2 separate regions of the Oryctolagus cuniculus genome follow, and region 2 is linked to region 1. A link is a contact called in public Micro-C data. All regions are on one chromosome and are shown on one strand. Each heading gives the region's core, a stretch centred on a gene start, on an enhancer-like site or on the middle of the called end of the contact. The rest is flanking DNA. Distances are from core to core; before and after follow the strand shown.

Evidence for each region. Hi-C and Micro-C count contacts between places; a contact is called where the count stands out from the background.
Region 2: a contact with region 1 is called in a Micro-C map of ear pinna, with 1.7 times the contacts expected there. The contact joins the promoter of UST here to the enhancer-like site in region 1. A contact is called at or near these places in 2 of 6 Hi-C or Micro-C datasets (ear pinna and an unstated tissue).

Annotation. Positions count from the first base shown.
Region 1 is chr5:19,199,526-19,204,049 of mOryCun1.1, forward strand. The region is part of intron 1 of UST (uronyl 2-sulfotransferase); the gene reads right to left. Among named protein-coding and RNA genes, the nearest start is that of UST, 51 kb to the right of the region's middle. Within about 2 kb of position 2,671, at least 4 of the 8 cell types and tissues checked have an H3K27ac peak or open chromatin away from gene starts, as enhancers often do. A contact at or near this core is called in ear pinna, where this site is marked.
Region 2 is chr5:19,250,962-19,255,756 of mOryCun1.1, forward strand. UST (uronyl 2-sulfotransferase) reads right to left here and starts at 1,942. Exons shown (of 8, transcript XM_051836817.2): 1 at 1,539-1,942. The coding sequence starts at 1,806.

The DNA.
Region 1 (4,524 bases), core at 1,421-3,920:
GGCCAGCTCTCTGCTGTGGCCAGGGAGTGCAGTGGAGGATGGCCCAAGTGCTTGGGCCCTGCACCCCATGGGAGACCAGGAAAAGCACCTGGCTCCTGCCTTCGGATAGGCGCGGTGCCTCTTCCAGGCCAGCTCTCTGCTGTGACCAGGGAGTGCAGTGGAGGATGGCCCAAGTGCTTGGGCCCTGCACCCCATGGGAGACCAGGAGAAGTACCTGGCTCCTGCCTTCGGATAGGCGCGGTGCACCGGCCGCAGCACGCCGGCCGCGGCGGCCATTGGAGGGTGAACCAACGGCAAAAGGAAGACCTTTCTCTCTGTCTCTCTCTCACTCACTGTCCACTCTGCCTGTCAAAAAAGAAAAAGAAAAAAGAAAAAAAGAAAAAAAAAAAAAAAACCTCTGCTGGAGGGCAGGCCTGGAGGGCAGGCAGGGAAGTAGGAGCAGCAAATTCCATTAGGATGGGGGTGGGGCTGACACCGGTGGTTGGGCCATGTGGCTACCTGGCTTCCAGCAATGGCAGCGGGAGCTAGGCTCCTAGAGCCTAGAATGGTGTCAGGGTGTAGATCGCACCATAGATAAGACTGCATCATTTCACTAATGTTCCCTTTTGTTTTTTATAAAGCAGGAGTTGTATGGGATTATATTAGTCCCAAAAGTCCAGGAGGGGTAAAGGGACGATGATTTGTCTTTAGAGCTTCTTCCTGGTGGCATGGGGTGATGTCTCAATCCGCTGTCTCCTGGGTGGGGAGTAGAGGCTATTTTTACAATGTGAACTTGCTTTCTTCTAAAACTTTTAGTATAGGAAGTACCCGAGAAGTATTACACATATTTCCTTTTACAGAATGAAAACTAAAGCTTAGGGGTGGGCATTTGGCACAGAGGTTGTCACTGCTTGGACATCCACATCCCATCAGAGTGCCTGGCCCGTGCCCCGGCTCTACTTCCCATTCCAGCTTCTTGCTAATGCACAGTGCGGGAGGCAGCAGTGATGGCTCAACCACATGGGTCCCTGCCACCCACATGGGAGACCGGATGGAGTTCCTGGCTTCTGGCTTTGGCCTGGCCCACTCTGGCTGTTATGGGCACCTGGGAAGCAAACCAGTGGATGGCAGAGTTCTCCATCTGTCTCTGTTTCTCCACATTTCAAATACATGAAAATAACTAAGAAGTTAGAGAAAATAAAAAATTGAAGCTTAGAGAGGTAGAAGCACTCATGCAAACCCAAGAAACAATTAGCAGAGTTCGAGCCTTAACCCAAATCTTCCAACTTCAACTCCCATTCATGCCACCTGACAGATAGAACTCACTGGACAGTTTTTCAGCATAAGATATCTGGAAATGTTGGATGAAATATGATAAATCTCATCTTGTAAGCTTGGTTGAGCTCAGGGAGACAATAGGCTGTGCCCAAAGTCCAAGGAGAAAAAGGAAGCAGAGCCCTAAGCAAGTGCTGATCCCCAGGCAGCCCTTGGTGACAGGGGGACAAACACAGGACTTCGGTTTTTAAGGCCAAAGAAGCCTGAGGGTTTAATCATGGACCCAACAGTGGGGTGGAATGAGAGTCGAGTATCCCATGTATCTTATTTTATGCTACTATAACAAAATACCACAGACTGGGTAGTTTATAAACAACAGAAGTTTACTTGGCTCATCATCCTGACGGCTGGGTAGTCCAAGATCACGGGGTCACATCTGGTAAGGGCCCTCTTGCTGTGTCACAACATAGCGGAAACATCACATGGTGAGAACGTATGAGCAGGAGAGAGCGAAAGATTGAGCGTGCAGCCTAAGCCCTTTGATAATGGCGTGGATCCATTTATGAGCATGGAGCCCTCTGACCTGAACACCTCCCACTGGGCCCCTCACCTCCCAGTTCTGCTGCACTGAAGATTAAGTTTCCAACAAATGCTTTGGGAGGACACAAATAATAACATCATGTAAAACACAGACCTTCACAGACCTACTGCATCCTATATAAGGATGCTTGTCGCAGCATGGGCTCTAGGCAGAAAGAAAAGAGAAAGAAAAATATTAGTCTTGCAGAGAATTCATAATTGGGATATGACTTCCAGTTGGGTTTCAAAGTAAATTCTTCACGACCATCAGGTCTAAGACCCCTGGGCATGATCAACATGAGTAGTCTCAGAGCAAAGATATCCTGGAGCACTGGTCCAAAGCACACCCAAGTCCTTTCTGTAGAGAAACACCCTTAACCACAGCACCTCAGCAATCCACAGGTGAAGTCCATAGAAGATGAATCCACAAACCAAAACCACCAAATACCGAAGGCAGAAGACCCACCATGAACATATTAACAGACACAACGAACAGCCAAAGAGATCCTCACACTTTCAAAACCCAAGTGCTGCTTCTGGTGTGTACCCTCTAAGCGGTGAGGAGGCACCTCACTCCATGCACTCTATTCAGTTATTAAGCTAAAGATCTCTCCGGACTATTCACGGAAGTCTCCCCTTGGATTTGACTTTAGGGGGAAAATGAACATGACCTTCTAATTTCTAAAAAACGGAAGAAATTACCAAAATCTTTCTTAGATGACTTAATGATGGCATTAGCTGGAGGCAAACAAATGGAGTAGTTTCCCTCTTAAATTCCCGTAGGGTTTAGCACTCCTTGAGGATTCCTCTACAGCCACGTGGCACAGCCAGCTTTCCAAAAAATAAAGAAAAAAAATCTGATCTTCAAATGTTATGCAATCATTGGCTGTAATCAGAAAGAGGGTGGGTGAGGAGGCTGTACTGTTGGCCAACCCAAATAGCAACTAGACTAGAAAAACCCAATTCCTTTCTGTTTGGCAGTCTCTCTCATTGTGAATCACAGATACAAATAGCCCTTGAAGCAATCCAACGTGGCCTGTTGTAAACATACGTATCATCATTCCTCATAACCATTGACATGGGCCACAGACAGCAGCCCACGTCTCATACCATGAGACCAGGACACCTTCCAGCTCGCACGCAAAGCCAGATCCTTAAATGAATAAGGGGTAAGGGCTCTTCCCCTGCAGAAAATGGTCAGCCAACTGATTTGCAATGCTTTGCTTTCATTAAAGACAAATTAAGGGGGAAGCAGAACACTGAAGTGGAAATGTGGCATTGGGGACATAAGGGAACCTTCAGGGCTGATGGGACACTGGCCTTGTGCTAGGTGATTTGCATATGGTGTTCAGGACTCCTTGGGTAATCCCCACAGGGAGCCTCTGATGAGCAGGAACTGCCATGGGCACAGCCACAGGCCACTGAGAAGCAGCACCTCCTCCACCTCTTACTGATGCCCAAGCCCAGAATCTGCACCAGGCTCTGTCTAGGCTTGGCAGGGAAAGGAATCCCTCTCCAAGGTGTGGAAAGAGCTCATACTCACCTTAGGGTACTCAGTTTCTCTTTTTTTAAAGATTTATTTATTTGAAAGTCAGAGTTATACAGAGAGAGGTTCACTCTCCAATTGGCTGCAATGGCCAGAACTGTGCCAATCCAAAGCCAGGAGCTTCTTCCGGGTCTCCCACACAGGTGCAGGGGCCCAAGGACTTGGGCCATCTTCTACTGCTTTCCCAGGCCATAGCAGAGAGCTGGATTGGAAGTGAAGCTGCTGGGACTTGAACCGGTACCCATATGGGAAGCTGGCACTGCAGGTGGCAGCTTTATATGCTATGCCACAGCGCCGGCCCCAAGGATGTTCAGTTTTAAAGGCATGTGTTTTTCACACTGGAACCTAACAGATTTGAGAGCATTTATATTGGGGGGGGGGTGAGAGAGACAGACAGACAGAGACAGAGAGATACTGATACCTCCTTCCAATTCTACGTCCCATATAGGCCAAAGTGAGATGCAGAATATTTCACATTGAACACTACCACCACCAATCAAAAGGATGCCAGGTAAATTTTTGCAGAAGCGAGATGAAGCATTGAGTGCACACTCTGTGAGTGTCTAGGTGCTTCCTGACAAAACCAAGTACAAAAACATCAACTAGACTAAGAAGACAGTGAGATAGGAAACTGGGAAGCCAGCAAGGGAAGGAGGTGGAAGGGAAGCCATGGAGACAGGAGGGGAGGGAGGGGCTCAGGTAGAAAGAGGGAGATGCGAAAGAGGAGAGTGATGGAGGAAAGGAGACGGTGACGGAGTGAGGAGGACACAAAGTGCAGATAAAAGATGAGGCAACTGGAACAAACACCTGCTCGAATGCCTTCGGTAGGAATGGAGGCACCAGGAGGAATCCTCGTGAGAGTGGATGTTACAGCTCCCTGTTCCACCTGCTCTACCTGCTCCAGTCCTCAGCCTGCAGCTCTTCACAGACCGCTCTGGGCCACAGCTGTGCCACATGAGACACAGACATGAGGGAGAACACAGGACTGCCCAGGAACTGAGGGACCTTGTAAACAAGTAACTCAGTCCCAGGCAGAGCAGGAAGAAGCCCTAAGAGCAAGGTGAATGCAGAGCCCTGGGAAATGGGGAACAAGCAGTGGCTCCCAGCTGGAGTTGAGAAACAGTGAGGTGTGGATCACAGAAGAC
Region 2 (4,795 bases), core at 692-3,191, 51 kb after region 1:
GGGAAGTTTCAGGGTCCTAACCAAGGTCAAGGGCTCTTGAAGAGTCCTTTTGCACCCTTGACCACTGTACTGTCCCCTACAACTCTGGCCTCTATGCCTTGCTTCTAGGAAGCTTCTGGGGAAAAAATTACCTGATTTTACAGAGAAAGGCTAATGCGCACCAACACCACTCACCTCCCCAAGCCAGTCAGTAATGATGGCTGTGGGCGGGGACAATCAGTCCTCTTCCTGACAGCAGTAGGTGACTGCGAAATGCCAAAATGTGGAACTTGCAGAAAAAAAAGAGATTTGAGTCCCTAATAAAAAGGCATATTATATCTCCAATGCTCTATGAAACCAGGTGCTAAGCATTAATACTTTGGAAAGCTACTCGGGCAGTATTTCCCTTTACTTTTCCCTAACTCATCTTGCAAAACCATGGCGTCCCACCATTTTTGCTGATATAAAAGTTGTAACTTCCAATCTGAGCTCCTCTACATGGGAAAAACTGTGCTTTCTCTGTGTTATTTCCAAACGCCCTCACACGTTTGTCACTTCGCAGGCGCGCGCGTGTGTGAGTGTGTGTGTGTGTGTGTGCGCGCGCGCGGGCTTGCTTTCCTGCCAAACGCTCTGTTCTCTAGACCCGTGGCTTCGGCGATGGCGAAGGCACACCTGGGGTCACAGCGGCGGCCTCCAGCCAGCCCATCCCGTTTCGGCGCTCGCTGTCCCGGTGCAGGTGCCGGATGCCGCTCGCGTTTGTCATCTACGAGGTTTGCAGCAGACTGGGGCTCTGCGCGGCTCTCCTGGCACCGCGTCTTCTGGCCACAAATCTGAGTGCTCTGCAAACTCGTCCCCGGGACCTGGCGTGCGCTCCCCGGGCCCAGGACGAGGGAGGCGCCATTCCTGCCTACTCGCTGAGCGACTCTGGTCTCCACCGCCGCGACCCCTCCCTTCCCTCTTCTTAAGACAGGAGGTCTCGCTCCCAAACCGCCACCAACCAACAACAAAAGTTCTCACTCGAGACGCACACAGCACGGCGCGCAGTCGGGTCACAGGCGGCGACCCTGCTGGCCTCGCTGATCCACACGCCCCCGGACGGCCCCAGTCCCAGGGGCTCAGCTCGCTCGGACACGCTCGCTGCGGAAGGCGAGGTGAGCAGGGGCTGTCAAGGGCCAGGCCAAGGAGCGGGACGGACCAGACCGAGGGCTACACCCACCCGCACACTGTGGAGCGCGGGACCCGACGCGATGGTGGTCCCCAACGCTGTCATGGAACGGACTGTCTCCCCCATGCTTGCTCCCGCATCGCCGGGCCTGAATACACACAACCACGCACGCATCCATCCTGCCCCAGTGCGGGGCGGGCGGGGGCAGGTGGACGGCGCCCCACCCGGGGTATCTGCCGGGTCCCCGCAACCCGCCGGCGCTGAAGGTGGCGGGTGTCACATCTGGGCAGCCTCAGAGCGGCGGCGGGCTGGGGGGCCGCTCGAGAGGTCCCCGGCGCGCCCCCTTACCCCGGGACACAACTTTGCGCGGCCGCCGCCCGCCGCGCGTCCTTACCCAAATACTGCCGCAGGTCGAGCAGGAATCGAGGGGGTCCCCCGCTGAGCTGGTAGAAGAGGGAGCCCAAGCAGAAGACCAGCAGCGTGGCCATGCAGAAGCCGTAGTCCCGGAGGGAGAAGCGCAGGAAAGGTAGCAGGGGGACCCGGCGCTTCCAGCTGCCCAGGCCCGGGGGGGCGCCCCCAAGAGGGGCCCCATGGGGCCAGGGATCCGCGCCGCCGCCGGGATGCTGCTGCTGCTGCGGCTGCGGCTGCTGCTTCTTCTTCATCGCCTGCTCCGCCGCCTCGCACAGCCGGCCCGGGCCAGGAAAAGGTCACCCATCCGCCGCCTGCAGAAGAGCCCGGCCGGCCGGCCGCGCATGGGGAGGGCCGCGCCGCGCCGCGGGCAGCCGGGTGGGGGTGGGGCGGGGCCGAAGTTGCCGGGCTCAGGAGACTTTCCTCGGCATGGTCCCCGCCGCCCGCCGCGGCCCGAGCGCCTGAGCTGCCCGGCCTCGGCTGCGGGCGCCGCCCGCGTCCGTCCCGCGCGCGCGCGCTCAGCGGCTCGGCGCCCCGTGCCCCGCCGCGCCTCGGGCTCGCTCGCGGCCGCCGGGGCTCGCCTTCAGCGCCAGCGTGGACCCCCGGCTTTGTGTGCGCGTGTGTGTGTGCGCGCGCGTCTGTGGGTCTCGGCGTGTTTTGTCCCGGCTCAGGCTCCTCTGAGGGACGGCAGGGAGGAACGGGAGGCGGACACCGTCCGCTCGCTCCACCTCCTGGACAGGGGTTTTCCTCCTCCGCCTCCTCCCCTTTCTCCCTCCGGCGCGGCGCCGCCGCCTCGACCCGCTCTCCCGCCCGCGCCGCGCGGTCCCCGGGGCGCGCTCGGTGTCACGTTACCGCGGCTGCGGGGGCCGGGGGCGGCGCGTCTCCGCCGCCGCGAGGAAGAAAGTTTCTGGGTGTGTTTTGTGTGTGCGTGCCTTCCCCCTTTCTCCAACCATCTGGCCTCGGTTCCTGCATCGCCAGCGACCTCTTGGGGCCCGCCGGCTTCCCTCTCCTAAAAACTGGACGGCAGGGAGGAGCGCCACGGAGCTCGCCGCTCTGTGCGCGCTCTGCGCTCCGAAACTTGTCCCTTGGACCTGCTTCCCAGAGGCCGCCGCGCCCTGCTGGCGTCTCGGTTCAAGACTTGGCTGTGTGACTTTGCAGAGAGCGCCGGTGGGGGGAGTTAGAAACTAAACGTGTCCCCCACCCCACCCCGTGGGGGGGGGGGGCGGCTCGGCGCCCCGGCCCCCTGGGAGAGAGAGGCCGAGAGGACCCTGTCTCCCTGCGCTCCCGCAGCTGCGCCCCGCCGCGCACGGAGAGGGCCCGCAGCGGTCGCCAAGGGGAAAGGGCAGGTCCCCTTCCGCACCTCCTTCCCCGGCCGCCTGGGTCGCCACTAGGAAGGCTCGGGGCGGGACGGAACCTGGGGCACCACAGCTGGTGCTTGGCCAGGCTCTCTGACGAACAGCTGGTTACCAATGTATCTGCAGAAGCTGTGCCACCTGGGGCGCCTGTGCCTTGCCCCAGGGTCCCAGAGCCAGGAGGAGTGGGGTTGGGAGCCGCGCTCAAATCTCTGACCCTCAAGCCCACGCAGCCGGGCCCTTTTCCTGGTCGTTGGCGTGGGGATGGCCCTTAGTGAGGGGCCATACTGAGACCCTAAACCTCGTTTGTGGAGCTTCTCTTCCCGGGCTCCCTTCTCATTCTCTGTGTTCCCGTAACACAAGATTAAAGGGAGAATCAGGAGCCGACAATTTCTGTGATTCCAAGCCTGCTCCGGAAAACCCTTACAGGGAGTAGGAAGAGATTACGATTTGAGAAAAGTACTCTGTGGTTTAATCTACAGATGAGTATCTCCCGTGCATGACTTGAAACCTGGGTGAAAGGACACCAAGTTCAAGAGCTGAAGCGAGTTACAGGTGAGCAGGTTACTTGAGATGTTACATTGTTCTGACCCACTTTCTAAGGGAAAAGGCTGCTGCGTGGGGGGCCCCTTGGTTCTGTTGCAAGAACTCCCAAATGGAGTGCTAATGGTGCGTCCCACATTTATCCCCTGAATCAGGGAGTATCTGGGTTAATATGCCTATTTCAGGAATGTGAATGCCAATCATCCGTCATTGCCCATTAGTTTCATGGGTAGCCCTGGATAGATGCCTGTTCCCATTTTCTGAGTCTATGCAGAGGGACCAGGAGACCCGAGGGGCAAAGCCCTGTTTCACGTGTCAGAGAGCACCTGGGACCCACAAGGACCAGGCCCTAAGGCCTGACCCAGTAATCTGAACACTGGCTGGATGCACAATACTGCACAAAACCCGCTGTCTCCCCAGGCCTGCTCTCACTGCCCACGCCTGGGATGGGGGAACCTTCCAATTCTTTCTCCTAAGGAGAGGAATCTGAGAAGCAGGGAGAAAGGAAGCAGCCATGTGACAAAGGAAGTAAATGTGGGGAGAAACGTTGAAGCAGAAACTGAAAAAGTTAAGAGGGGAGGACAAGGGGGCACCGTCCACCTTAAAAGAGTGGGTCAAGGACAGGAATTTTAGAGGGAAAAAAAGGGTCAGTGTTTAGAAGGCTGCGTGACTGGCCTGGCTGCCTAAAAACCCCAGAAGGAAAAGCCAAACCATCAAGACAGACAGCTGCACGTGGGAAAATGCCCTGTGCCTTACCCCAACAAAAGCTTGGACGTTTGGATAGAACTGTGTCCTCTGATGTCCCATAAATGTCCCTCCAAGTAATTGTTTAAATGCTTGTACTAATGAATGGTATCTTTATTTGAACCATGTAGTAGATCTACTAAGTATAGGACTTTATGAACAGCTTGTATTATTAGGTTTAAACTTTAATGAACCAGTACTTCATGCAACACCCAGAGCTCCACCCTCTAGGCTTCTCAATTGCTTCTCTTTCCAGTGACTTTTTAAAATATTGATTCTTTATTTATTTGATAGAGCAATATAGAGAAAGAGAGAGATTTTCTTTCCTTCTGCTGGTTCTCTCCCCAAATGTCCACTCCAGCCAGGGATGCCAGGAGCCCAAAATTCAATCCAGGTCTCCACTGTGGTGGCAGGAACTCAAGCACTGGAGCCATCATCTGCTGCTTTCCAGGGGCATCAGCAGGGAGTTCAGTTGAATTCAGGGTAGCTGGGACTCAAAGGGGCACTCAAAGGATGCGGGCATCCCGAGTAGCTTATCACACGGTACCACAATACTGGCCCCTCCAGCATCTTCTCATTTCTGCCCCCTGGGCCACCCACTCTG